Regions from separate parts of the Mus musculus genome. Here regions 1 and 3 are each linked to region 2. Evidence: chromatin contacts called from public HiCAR-type and HiChIP or PLAC-seq data. All regions are on one chromosome and are shown on one strand. The core of a region is the stretch at or near the end of the contact, and the rest is flanking DNA. Distances in the headings are between cores, read along the strand shown. Region 1 has its middle 15 kb from the start of Gm39130. Region 2 holds the start of 4833411C07Rik (RIKEN cDNA 4833411C07 gene). Region 3 has its middle 26 kb from the start of 9530052E02Rik.

Region 1 (4,229 bases), core at 367-2,866, 65 kb after region 2:
CACATGTGCTTTGGAGGAAGGGAAGTGTTTCATGAAAAGGATCCCTGTGGGAAACCTTTCCATTCTCCATTTGTTCCCTGCTGGCTTGAGAGTCACAGAAAGGTTTGCATGGGGATTATTGAAACTTTTCACTAAGTGGAAACTTTTCTTTTGTTGGAGAGGGTAGGTGGAATGGTAGAAAGGCCAGAAGGAGCAAGAAAAGTCCTGTTAACACGCGCGCACACACACACATACACACACACACACACACACACACACACACACACACACACACAAAAGATAAAACAGCTCTTTAAAGAACAGAATCTTCAGGAAGGCTTATGGTGGATAATGGAGTGTGTCTGGTCTGGTAATGCCCGTTGTAGGTTTGTGGGGACACTCAGAGCCAAATCTGGTTCACTGCAGGCCCAGCCCAGGCAAGGCAGTCTCCACTACTTTCTTCCTAGAGGCTGCAGCAAATGTTCTCTGTGCCTCAGTGACTTTCAGTAGATGGTGTCTTGTTCCATAGACAGTGGGACAGGTGATAGCTCTCCCTTCCTCCTGTGGATTATTGCTCTTCACACAGACAACCTCCTCTGCCCATGAGCCTCACCACATCCTTGCGCCTGGGCCAGGTTGTCCCAGTCTTTCCTTTGAAAGTGTCCTACTGCCCTGGCCACTCATTTATTTACCCATTTGTTTATTTTGTATGCGTGCACATGTATGTGTGTATATGTGTGCACAGGTGTGCGTGTATATGTGTGCACATTAATGTGCAGGCTAGACATCAACATCAATTGTCTTCCTCAATGGAAGAGCTTTCTACCTTATGTTTTTTGAGGCAGGATCTCGATCCTAACTGGACTTCACTGATAGTCTAGGCTAGCTGCCAGAAAGACCCAGAGACTCTCCTATGCACACCTCCCCAGCTCTAGCGTTACAGATGCTTGCTGCTGCTCCTGGCTTCTTATGTGGCTGCTGGCTTATGTGGGTGTAGGACTCCCGAGGGGCTGTCATCCCAAGGCCCTGAGTTCTCCTTTTCTGACTGTGCAGCCTGACCTCAGTGCATTTTCTCTTCCTTCCTGCTCTCTTCCAACCTCCCTCCTAGCTTCCTTTTAATCTTCTGTAGCCCTTTCCAAGGACTGGATCTCACCAGCTTTGTCTGAGTTGCTTTGTCTCCAGCTGGGACTGGTGAGCCAGTAGACAGAGAAGAATGTCAGGTGTCCCTGGTAAAGCTCTTTCTGACCCTCAGGCTGAGTCTCCCCTCAGTGTCCTGGACTGGTTGCAACTGGTTGCCGAATCCAGGCTCCTTATCCAACTCTCAACAATGTTGTCCACTCATTTTGCATCATCCTTTTCCTCCTGGACAATGGTGATCAGAGCGTGGCCTCTCCATCTGTCCACTGCAGGCTCTCCTTGGCCACCTTTTCCATGGCACCTGTAGAATCTGTCTGTACACCTTGGGGCCATCACTAAGTGTTCTATGTCGTCCTGCTTCCACGAGTCAAGCAGATACGAACATAGCCAGTTAGGCTGGAGTCTGATAAAAGTACTATAGGGACTTTCAGAGCTCTACAGGAACTCAAGAAGAGGAAGCCTGATTCTCAGGGTGCAGAGAGATAGGAAGGGAAGGGGAACGTCTTCCTTGCATGGAGACAGTAAAGCCTGCTTCTAGCACTGGTGGCTGCTCATGGGACGGTAGAGCAAGGTGGTGGCTGGAGGACAGAGATGGGAGGAGCTGTGTCACAGTCATCGCAAGCCTTCAGAAAGAACTGATATTTTGACTGGAGTAAAAAGTTCTAGCCAAACATCAAAGTCATGTTTTTTTTTGTTTTTTTTTTTTTGTTTTTGTTTTTGTTTTTTTTTTTTTTTTTGCATCCTGGAGTCTGACTACTGGCAAGAAGACAGCCTGGGATGAGAGCGATCCAGTGGAGACAAGTGCCCATGTGTAAGGCATTGCTTCCATGCTGAAAATGACTGGTCAGAGCTGGCATCATAGCAGATAGGTGGAGCGATGTGGAGCATTCTGGGATGGAGGGACGCTGATGATGTGTCTTATGCTCACTCAACAGTGCCCACTGAATGGACACTGTACTGAGAGCCCAGCAGGAAGCTGCAAGGACCAACTCTGCTTTACCCAGGTTGAACCTGTGGTATGGAAACTGTCCTTTGATAAAATTGTCTAGGGTATACCAGCTGCCCACAGGAAGAGGGATTCCCATGAGAGCAACAAAGGCAGGGAGCTCTAAAGCAAAGCAAGAAAGCACAGCTATAATGCATGGGTGAGATATTTATAGCTTTTCTCTTATGTTGGGATGTAGCTCAATAGCAGTGGTGACCACCTAGTAAATATGAAGGCCTGGATTCAATTCCCAGTGCTAACAACAGGAGCAACAACTACAGCAGCAGCAGCAACAACAGCAACAATAGGAATAACAGCAGCAGCAACAACAACAACAGGAACAATAACAACAGCAGAATTAACAATAACAACAACAGGAACAAAAACATGAACAACAACATTAGCAACAGCAGCAGCAACAATAATAATAGCAGCATTAGCAATAACAACAACAGGAACAATAATAACAGGAATAAACAGGAACAACAGCAGCAGCAACAGCAACAGTAAAAACAACATCAGGAACAACAACAGGAACAACAGCAAGGACAGCAGCAGCAGCAACAACAGCAATAGTAACAATAGCAACAATAGCAAAAGCAGAAAGGTAGGCTGTCAGGAAGGAAGGAAGGAAGAAAGGAAGGGAAGGAGGGAGGGAGGGAGGGAGGAAAATAAATTCCTTATGTCTGCTTACACCAGAAAGATGCTCTCAATGAAATTTGACCTTGAAGAATGAAAGAATCTATTAGTAACTTGCTGTTCTATGAGGAAGCTATGGGGAGGCTACTCCAGGAGAGCAGCTTCCCTGGAGAGCAGCTCAGTGGGTGGGGCTGGGGCTCTCAGATGTGCTCATCACTGAAACAGCAGGGAATGGGCTTCTCCCTTCCTTCCCTCTTTCTTTCCTTCCCTCTGCCTCCCCTTCCTCCCTTCATCTTTTGTTCCCTCCCTCTATCTCCTCTCCCTCCTTCCCTCTCTGCCTCCTTCTTTCTTCTCTCCCTTCTCTGTAAGAGTCCCATAGGACAGGACATACGTTCTTCCTGTTTAAGAGCCTTCAGACAGGCGGTGTATTAATGTTACCAGAAAACACCATTCTGAGCAGCAGGCCTCTGGAAACTTCTTGTCCGTTTGCCCAGCACTGGCTCCTAAAGTCCTACTGACCTTCCCCCTTTACGATCAGTCACCTTTTGCTTCTGAGAACATGCTGTGCTTCTTAGGTTTGTAACACTAGGAGTGAGCTGCTCACTAATTAGTAAGTTAATTAGTGAATTGGGTTACTCCCTCTCTCTTTCCACCCCAGGAAGGTCTTGCTAAGGTTGTTCTTACCCCCACCATTATTTAGTAAATACCCGGGCACACCCACAATCCTCCTTGGTATCTGAACACACACTACCCCAGTCCTGACATTAAAACCCAATGCTATTTCATAAATATCTGGACAAGCCCATGAGAATCCCTGATACGAGATTAACACAAAATTGAACAAATCTACTTAATGATTAAGCCTAGCCTTGATTTCATCAAGACCTGAGCTGAGGTTCTTGCTCCTTTTTTTCTGCCCTGAAATGAGCATCCATTTATTACCACAGGTTACCACACAAGCCAGTGACAGAAGCCAGGGTTGCTAATCAAAGATCTCTGTAAAATGCAAGGATCTGTGCCATCTGCTACAGCCTGGCTTTAGACTGTCCACAAAGGCCCCAGGAAGAGTACTGATAGATAGTGGTTAGACTTTATGAGCCTGGGACAGTGAGACGTTATAGGTCCCTGGGACCATGCCCTATAGAGGAGGACTATGGGATACTGGCCCCTTACTCTCTCTGCTTTTGTGGCAGCCATGCATGAAGTGAGTAGCATGTAGCATGTTCTAACACATATGGGTGTCATGTTCTAACACATGTGGGTACCATAGTCTGCTGACTCAGGACAGATCCAAGGGCAACACCAACCAATGAGGGACTGGGGTGTCTAAAACACCAAACAAAACAAACCTTTCATCTCTTTAAGCTGATTCTCTCAGATGTTTGTTATAACAACAGAAATCTGAATAACACTATCTACCAACTACCAAAGCAGCATCATAGGAAGGAGAAACATACGTGGGCACCTAGGTGGTGGTGTCTGAACCAGG
Region 2 (3,822 bases), core at 793-3,292:
TGATCAAACTGTGACCTTCACCAGTAGCTGGGAGAGGCATGAAGGATCCTCTCCTAGGGCCGTGGAAGTGTAGGATCTTGCTTATACCTCAGACTCAGACACGAGGCTCCTAGAACTGTGAGGTAGGTGATGACTGTCATTAGAGACACCGGGGCATTACCCTTCATGCCATACCTGGGAACTGACAGGGGGTGAGCAGAGGCAGGCACCTGCATGCTGAAGCGACTCGGCTGGCATGAGACAGCTATAAGCAGAGCAGAGAGGGCTCTGGCAGACAATGGAGCTGCCCTGGCAATGACCGCTCGTGCTTTGGACTGTCAGAGGCCACTATGAGGTAGACTGTTGTACCTCAGATGTACCTGTTGAGAATAGAGGCAGGGGATGAGTGTGAAGCTGGATACACAGTGGAGACCACACACAGCTTACCGGGCTGAGGCCATCTTTCTTTCTCTCTCACCACAGAGGCAGACACTCAATAGTCTCAACTGTGATTGGGCATCTCATGAGCCCACAGTTTCCCTCATAGGAAGTAGGCATTTAATTTAGAGGACCTACCTTGGGTCAGGCCCAAGCTGCCTTGAGCCCTCCAGAATTTGAGATGCAGCTTCCTCTATCTCTGCCAGAGTAGCTGTGGCCCCACCCCCTCCACCCCTGCACCACCCAGTGCAGTGAGACTGTTTTGTGGGCAGTCTTCGGACCGCTCAAAGCTCTCGACTTCCCACAAGGAACTTGGAAGCACATTTGTGTGCACCTAACCCTTTATCACAGCACATGGTTCATTTGTCTGCAAATTTCTTCCAGTTTCATGTCTCAAGGAAGTTCTCTTTGAGTTGGGTTTCTGGTTATTTGAGAAGTTCCACCAGCTGACCATGGTACTTTCCAGACCTCACAGGAGAATCTTTCTGGTAGGGTTTATAAGGTTCTTGCCTTGATACTTGGACAAACTGCCTGGCGAAGCAACTTTAGGAAGCAAAGATTTGCTGTGGTTGACAGTTTCAGAGTCAGTCCACGCTGGTGAATAGCTCCTGGGCCCGGTGAGGTGAGGCAGCTATAAGCTGCATGCACAGTAAGAAACCAGGGAAGTCTTCCTTCTTTCTCTCTTTCTTTCTTTCTCTCTCTCTTTCTTTCTCTCTCTCTCTCTTTCTCTCTCTCTCTCTCTTTCTTCCTTCCTTCCTTCCTTCCTTCCTTCCTTCCTTCCTTTCTTCCTCCTCTCCTCTCCTCTCCTCTCCTCTCCCCTCCCCTCCCCTCCTCCCCTCCCCTCCCCCCCTCCCCTCCCCTCCCCTCCCCTCCCCTCCCCTCCCCTCCCCTCCCCTCCCCTCCCCTCCCCTCCCCTCCCTCCCTCCCTCCCTCCCTCCCTCCCTCCCTCCCTCCCTCCCTCCTCTCTCTCTCTCTCTCTCTTTCTTTCTTTCTTTCTTTCTTTCTCGTCTGATACCCATACTGAGCATGGATCTTCTCACCTCGATTAACCTGATATAGAAACTGTCTCCGTGACATGCTCAGAGGTCTGTTTCCATGGCGATTAAAAATCTCATCGAATTGACAATTAAGATTGACTTCCACCGAGTAAATGAACTCAGGAGACGTGGCTCAGAACCTCCGTCCCGGCTGTGGCCTGATTGAGGTGGGTGCTCTCTCTGCTAGGTCTCTCCCCACTGTGGCCTTGGTCACCTCCTGTCCCTCCTTGCTTATCCGCCATAGTCTGTGGGAGTGAATAAGGAAAGTTAGTAATAGCTAACAGACTGATTTATTTTTTTCTAGAAACAGACCACCAATCAGCTATAATTAAAACCAAACAAGACTCACTATATTTACCGTTATTTTTTAGAATCTCTGATGACTTTTCTTCGCATCAGCAGCAATGTTCCCTCTGTCAGTTGCCAGAGGCCAGCCCACGTGCTGTGTCACAGGCAGAGGTCTGCGTGGCTTCCCGGTTTTCCTTAGCCTGCCGCTTTCCCCAAAGACAGAAGAGCGTAAAAAAAAATCGTCAGAAAGTGAGGAAGGGCCATTCCCCTGCTACCTGGAATGGCTGCTGTCCTATTTCTGGAGACTTGGATAGGGACACCAGTGCACAGAGAAAACAGAGGCAGTTACATAATCACGGCCGGACCAAACAAACAAACATGTCAGACCGTTGCTTTTTCGGTGTTTGTGGGGACCTATTGCGCAATCCAGATTCATTGCGCTGACCTTGCAGCTAGCGAGTGAAAATCCCACTGAAAACAAACCAGCCAGGGTTGAGCTGAGGGAGGACAGGCGAGCAAGGGGAGGGGAGGGGAGGTCATACAGTAAACAAGCTCCTGACCCCACCTAGCCTTCCTCCTCCCAAAGTGTCTGGAAAAATAAATGATGCTTCCAAGATTACAAACCTAGGAGCTTACACTCGGGGGTGGGGGTGGGGGCACGGAGGACACACACACGTGGCGGGGGACATGAAAGACATCATGGGGAAAGGAAGTCCAGGTCAACAATAGGAGAGAATCAAAACAAACCAAACAAAACACGTGGGTGGTTGACGGTGTTAAACAATAAATGAAGGGAAGCAGTGTCTTTGGTCCCCACCCCCAGCCTTGGCCCATCTGAGCACTCTCTCCCCCAGGAGCCGGAGTCCTGGGAACGCTAATGCGAAGCACAGTGAGCTGGTACCCTGTGTTTCCTTTGCGTCTGAACAGCACAGACTGCTATCAGGCTATGAAAAGAACTAGTCTGTCAATATGTCCTTGTTTTTCTCTACCAGGAAGGAACACTTTCAGAAACCCAAAGGACCACAGCTGCCTTTTGTCATCACGCCTCTGGGAACCCAGACTTTGGAACCCACAGCCTCTTGGGGGAGGGGGCACAGGCAGCTTAGCCTGTCTGACCTCCTGCTGTGGTCCACAGCACCCTGCTTGGATGGGTTTCCTTGAAGCCCACAAGTCCCCGTCCTGAGAATACATCAGGCAGAAGAAACAGTTGACTCTGCACCACTCGGAGGAACACACACTTCTTCGGCTCAGTAAGAGATTTAAGCCGTGGTGGTGGCTACACCGAGAAACCCTGTCTCGAAAACAAAACAAAACAAAACAAAACAAAACAAAACAAGAGAGAGATTTAAGACAAGGTGATAGGCCACACAGGAGATCTAGGCCACCTCATGATCCCTTTTCTGGAGCTGTATGACTGACATCTCTCATACTTGGACAGCCACATTACCCAGGACTTATAACTCTCCTGGGAGTTTGGGGGCAGAGGTGAGCAAAAGCTGCTCTGTCTCAGTGTGGGGCGAGGAGGAAAGCAATGAAACCCTAGTCTGCCTTCTGCCATTGGCCCCGTCTACGAGGTACCCTTTCACCTCAGCCTTCATAGCTTAAAGAAAGGAAGGAAGAATTGGTGACAAGCTGTTGTGTGTTCTCACTACCTGGAGTGGACCAATTAATTGTTCAAGGCTCCTAAAATTATGTAAGAAAAAAATACAAACCCCACCCCTCCACATGCACACACACATACACGTGCACACACATGCTCACACACCCACACACATGCACACACATGTGTGCATGCAAACACACATGCATGTGCACTCACATGCTCACACACATGCACATACATGTGCATGCATACACACACGCATGTGCATACACATGTTCATACACTCACACACATGCACACACACACATGAGTACACACACACACACATGCACATACACATGCAAGTGCACACATACACACATACACACATCAATTTAGTGATTTAAATGCATGCTAAATAAATGACAGTATTTATTCTTTATAAAAACCCTTTAAATACAGACTAAAAGGAAAAACAATGGAAAAGAATCATTTGGT
Region 3 (4,147 bases), core at 1,018-3,517, 82 kb before region 2:
CAGAGATACTCAGAGGCCCATCTCCCATGAGTTTCTAGATTCTGTCACGTTAACAAAACCATATTAAGAGAATATGAAATGACCTTGTGTTGGGCTGAGTACTGCTCTAAATGTTGTGTTGATTACTTCCTGGCTCACCACAGCCTTTCTGTTTTATTGATGAAAAGTCAGGAGTCTGTGTATCTGTGTATGTGTATGGTGGTGTGTGTGTGTGTGTGTGTGTGTGTGTGTGTGTGTGTGTGAGAGAGAGAGAGAGAGAGAGAGAGAGAGAGAGAGAGAGAGAGAGAGAAGCAATTCACCTAAGGCTGTTCTCAGCAGCAAGGCTCAGCGTGTGCTCTGAGTGTGTGTGTGTGTGTGTTCCCTCCAGACACATGAAGATACAGTGTAACCATCCTACCTGAGGTGCAACTTAGGAGCAGAAGATACTGAAATGATACTTAATGATTTTATCAAAGGCAGATTTGCCCTTGTTGGAAGTGACTTTGCATCTGTCTGTGTGTATCCCCTTCTTCTGTCTGTCTCTAGCACTTAGTTAGGAAGATCTAAACAAGCCTTTCCAAAGGAAACTGTGTTCATTCACATTAGCGAACAGGGAACAGGTACGTGCTCTGTCAAACATTAGCCAGCACTTTCCCGTACTAAATCTGCTTTGTCCTTTCTGTTTTAATCAGGGGATCACAACCTTTCTAATGCTGCAACCCTTTAATACAGTTCCTCATGTTGTGGGGACCCCAAATCATAACATTATTTTCGTTGCTACCTCATAACTGTAATTTCGCTACTGTTATGACTCATGATTTAAATATCTGATATGCAGGATATCTGATATGTGACCCCTGTGAAAGGGTTGTAGGACCCACAAGTTGAGAACCACTGGTTTAAATGCTTGAAATTTTCTGCCCTTGTTTTTGTGTTTTTAGTTTTTAGGTTTTTTTTTTCTTTTGGTTTTGTTTTGTTTTTGTTTTTTGTTTTGGCTTTGTCTGGAGATGGAGTCTCCTGCCTTAGCATCCCTAGTGCCGGGGTGCTGGCCATGACTCCACACTCAGCTCCGTGCCTTTGCTGTTGTGGCTCGCCCAGCGTGAGTCTCAGTCCTGCGCATGTCGGAACCAGCTCAGGAGATTTGGGATTCTGCATAGCTAGCGCAGTGACTTTCCTAATGTGAAGGGACATTCTTTTATCTTTGAGTTTGTTTTTAGTGTTTTGGATTTCCTGCTTTAGGGACCATTTACCTTATTTCTGCAAGTTTTGTCATGATACATCTGTCCATCCGCATCTCCACTGGGTCCCTAAACTTTCTTTGTTAGCAGTGCCTGTCACCCAGGCCTGCCATCTCCTACTGTTGCCAGTGTATTTATAAATGCTATATACAATGTTGGTGCCCACCTTAGCTTTAACTGTCAACTTGACACAACTCAGAGTCTCCTGAGAGAGGACTTTTAATTGAAAGACTGCATCAGCCTGTGGGCATGTCTGTGGAGAGTGGTATTGGCTTTAAGCTGCTGTGGAAGGAACTAGCCCATTGTGAATGACATGATTCCCTGGGCAGGTAGTCTTGAATGAGAAAGCAAGCTGAGTCAGATACTGCAAGCCTCCATGGTTTCTGCTTCAGGCTCCATCAGTGATGGACTGTGTGACCTGGGAGTGTGAGCCACGATACCCTTTCGTCCCCTAAGTTGCTTTGGTCATAGCAACAGGATGAAACCAGGACAGTCAGGATTTTGACTCCATTACCTTTAGGACTGTTTCCTTTTTTTATTTATTTGTTTTAAGTAGTTCAATTTAAAAGTCTTTTATTTAGGCAGTACTGTACAGTACACTATTCTATCCCAAGACCTAGCACACACTAGCTGAGGTTTCTACCACTAAACTACATCTCTAGCCCTAATTTTACACTGAATGAAGTGGTTGGGTTAAACTAATACAATATAACCTCTCCCTTTCCTGTCTTCCTTAGCCTCTCACCCCAGGGCCCAGTGGTTGTAAAGTAGCTCTTTATGTTAATACCACCAGATTTGAATCCCTTTACAACTCTGTGCTTTGCATAGAGCTGCCCTAGTGTGCCAAAAGCAAAGCTTTACTCAGGAGTGAGTGAGGATAGGGAGGGAAGGCTGCAGCAGTGTGCCACCCCTGACCCCAGCTTAACTTACCCATGGGAGAAGGCTCTGACTGCTGTGACTCATGGCTTACTCTTGGGACCCCTGTCATTTCTGCTTGGTTCTCATTGGCCAGTGTTGAGCCCATGGAGACAGCTTCAAAGGCAGTAGAAAGCCATACTGTGTGTCCAGAAGAGGAAAACTAGGCTGTTCCCACACAGATGGTTTTAATGTCCACACTGCTGATGGTCTTCAGTTTGGAGCTCACGGCTCACCATCAGTTCCAGCATACTGTCTCCATCTGTGTTTGTGTGAAACCTTGGGGGAGAAGGGGAGTGCGCACCAGGTCCCTGACACAGTCACTGTGCCAGAGGCACTGCCACTCACTACCATCTCATACCTGAAAACCTGACAATTCAAACCCCAGAGTAAAGGGAGGTTCAACCTGTCCGATGTCCTGCGAGTGAGCCAGGGGACCAGAACTTAAGTACTCCAGCTCTTCCTCACTCATCCTGGATGGAGCATGGGATGGAGCGTGGGCTGTGACACAGTGGGGTTTTGTTTTTGTTTTTAACATTTTATTTATTGTATATATATGATGAGTACACTGTAGCTGTCTTCAGACACACCAGAAGAGGGCATTGGGTCGCATTACAGATGGTTGTGAACCACCATGTGGTTGCTGGGAATTGAACTCAGAACCTCTGGAAGAGCAGTCAGTGCTCTTAACCGCTGAGCCCTCTCTCCAGCACACACATTGGGTTTTGACTCAGCTGCTTTGTATTCTGCTGAAACACTACACCGAATAGCTTTTCTCTCTCTTTTTTCCCTCCTCCCTTCCTCCCTTCTTCCCTTCTTCCCTCCCTTCTTTCTGTATTTTGATACAGGGTCTCCTGTAGCACATGCTGGCTTCAAATTCACCCCACATTTCTGCTGTGCTGAGGGTGGGGCCTAGGCCGCTTTCGTGCGTGCTATAATCACTCTAGCAACTGAGCCGCATCTCCACTCATACTTGCACAAGCACGTATCTCATCCGTTGGCTTTGGAGAAGCATGACCTCACTGGGGAGAAAGCCCTGAGCTGTCCTAAGTAAACATCACTGAGTCCTAGTGACCCACTAGTGTCTTACATGTGTGGGAATCACAGTTGAGTACATACAACAGAAAGGGCCAAAAATGATGATCCTGGCACAGTTAGAGCTTCATACACTTGTGTGGCTTGTCTCATTACAACTGCATGATCTTATGCCCTGGGACATTCCCCCAGCCCCCTTTCTTCTTCTTCTTCTTCTTCTTCCTCTTCTTCCTCTTCTTCCTCTTCTTCCTCTTCTTCCTCTTCTTCCTCTTCTTCTTCTTCTTCTTCTTCTTCTTCTTCTTCTTCTTCTTCTTCTTCTTCTTCTTCTTCTTCTTCTTCTTCTTCTTCTTCCTCCTCCTCCTCCTCCTCCTCCTTCTTCTTCCTCTTCCTCTTCCTCTTCTTCTTCTTCTTCTTCCTCCTTCTCCAACTCCTCCTCCTCCCTCCTCCTCCTCCTCCTCCTTCTTTTCTTGACCCAGGGTTTCTCTGTGTATTTGTGGCTGTCCTGAAACTCCCTCGGTAGACCAAGCTGGACCCTGGAACTCAATCACTTGCCTCTGCCTCCCTAGTGCTAGGATTAGAGGTGTATGCTACTGCTGCCTGGTGACATTTCTCTCTTTTTCTATGAGGCCACAGATTTCATACAACCACCTTGGTTAATAAAAGTTCACAAGAATCTGGAAGCCTTTCAGGCTCTCCCACTGAAGAGACGCAGGAAAAGGAAGTATGTTAGGGGCTCCTGGCTGCAAATGGTGGTTGCCTTTAGATGCAATCAGGGTGAGTTGGGCTGTTTGGTCTGCATCAAAGAGGCCCTTCCTCCCCCTCAGCCCCCCCTCCTCCCTGTGCAGCATCACTGTGGCATTGGAGAGGAGGAGGCAGAGCTGGGGTCGAGTCAGAGAACAGAGCTTGAGTAGAAGACAGGGGGAGCACAGAAAAGGAAGGGACGCATCATTGAGTGGGGCAGGAAGTGCCAAGGCCCTGAG

Evidence for each region. HiCAR-type assays count read pairs that join an accessible place to other places. HiChIP or PLAC-seq counts read pairs in DNA pulled down with a chosen protein or histone mark.
Region 1: a contact with region 2 is called in an H3K27ac HiChIP or PLAC-seq map of microglia, with 3 times the contacts expected there. The contact joins the enhancer-like site here to the promoter of 4833411C07Rik in region 2. A contact is called at or near these places in 13 of 484 Hi-C or Micro-C datasets (B cells, the C10 cell line, the G1E-ER4 cell line and 8 more) and 4 of 115 datasets of contacts at active chromatin or transcription factors (embryonic stem cells, microglia and neural progenitor cells).
Region 3: a contact with region 2 is called in a HiCAR-type map of fibro-adipogenic progenitors, with 1.8 times the contacts expected there. The contact joins the enhancer-like site here to the promoter of 4833411C07Rik in region 2. A contact is called at or near these places in 1 of 15 datasets of contacts at CTCF or cohesin (CD8 T cells), 6 of 484 Hi-C or Micro-C datasets (cortical neurons, liver, muscle stem cells and 2 more) and 5 of 115 datasets of contacts at active chromatin or transcription factors (the NIH/3T3 cell line, bone marrow-derived macrophages, fetal liver and 2 more).

Annotation. Positions count from the first base shown.
Region 1 is chr8:10,832,613-10,836,841 of GRCm38.p6, reverse strand. No RefSeq gene overlaps it. Among named protein-coding and RNA genes, the nearest start is that of Gm39130, 15 kb to the left of the region's middle. Within about 2 kb of position 1,616, at least 14 of the 459 cell types and tissues checked have an H3K27ac peak or open chromatin away from gene starts, as enhancers often do. A contact at or near this core is called in bone marrow-derived macrophages and microglia, where this site is marked.
Region 2 is chr8:10,898,142-10,901,963 of GRCm38.p6, reverse strand. It overlaps 4833411C07Rik (RIKEN cDNA 4833411C07 gene), which reads right to left and starts at 2,042. Exons shown (of 3, transcript NR_102285.1): 1 at 1,813-2,042; 2 at 1,458-1,699; 3 at 1-359. It overlaps Gm2814 (predicted gene 2814), which reads left to right and starts at 1,413. Exons shown (of 2, transcript NR_166616.1): 1 at 1,413-1,621; 2 at 2,735-3,795.
Region 3 is chr8:10,980,096-10,984,242 of GRCm38.p6, reverse strand. No RefSeq gene overlaps it. Among named protein-coding and RNA genes, the nearest start is that of 9530052E02Rik, 26 kb to the left of the region's middle. Within about 2 kb of position 2,267, at least 35 of the 459 cell types and tissues checked have an H3K27ac peak or open chromatin away from gene starts, as enhancers often do. A contact at or near this core is called in CD8 T cells and fibro-adipogenic progenitors, where this site is marked.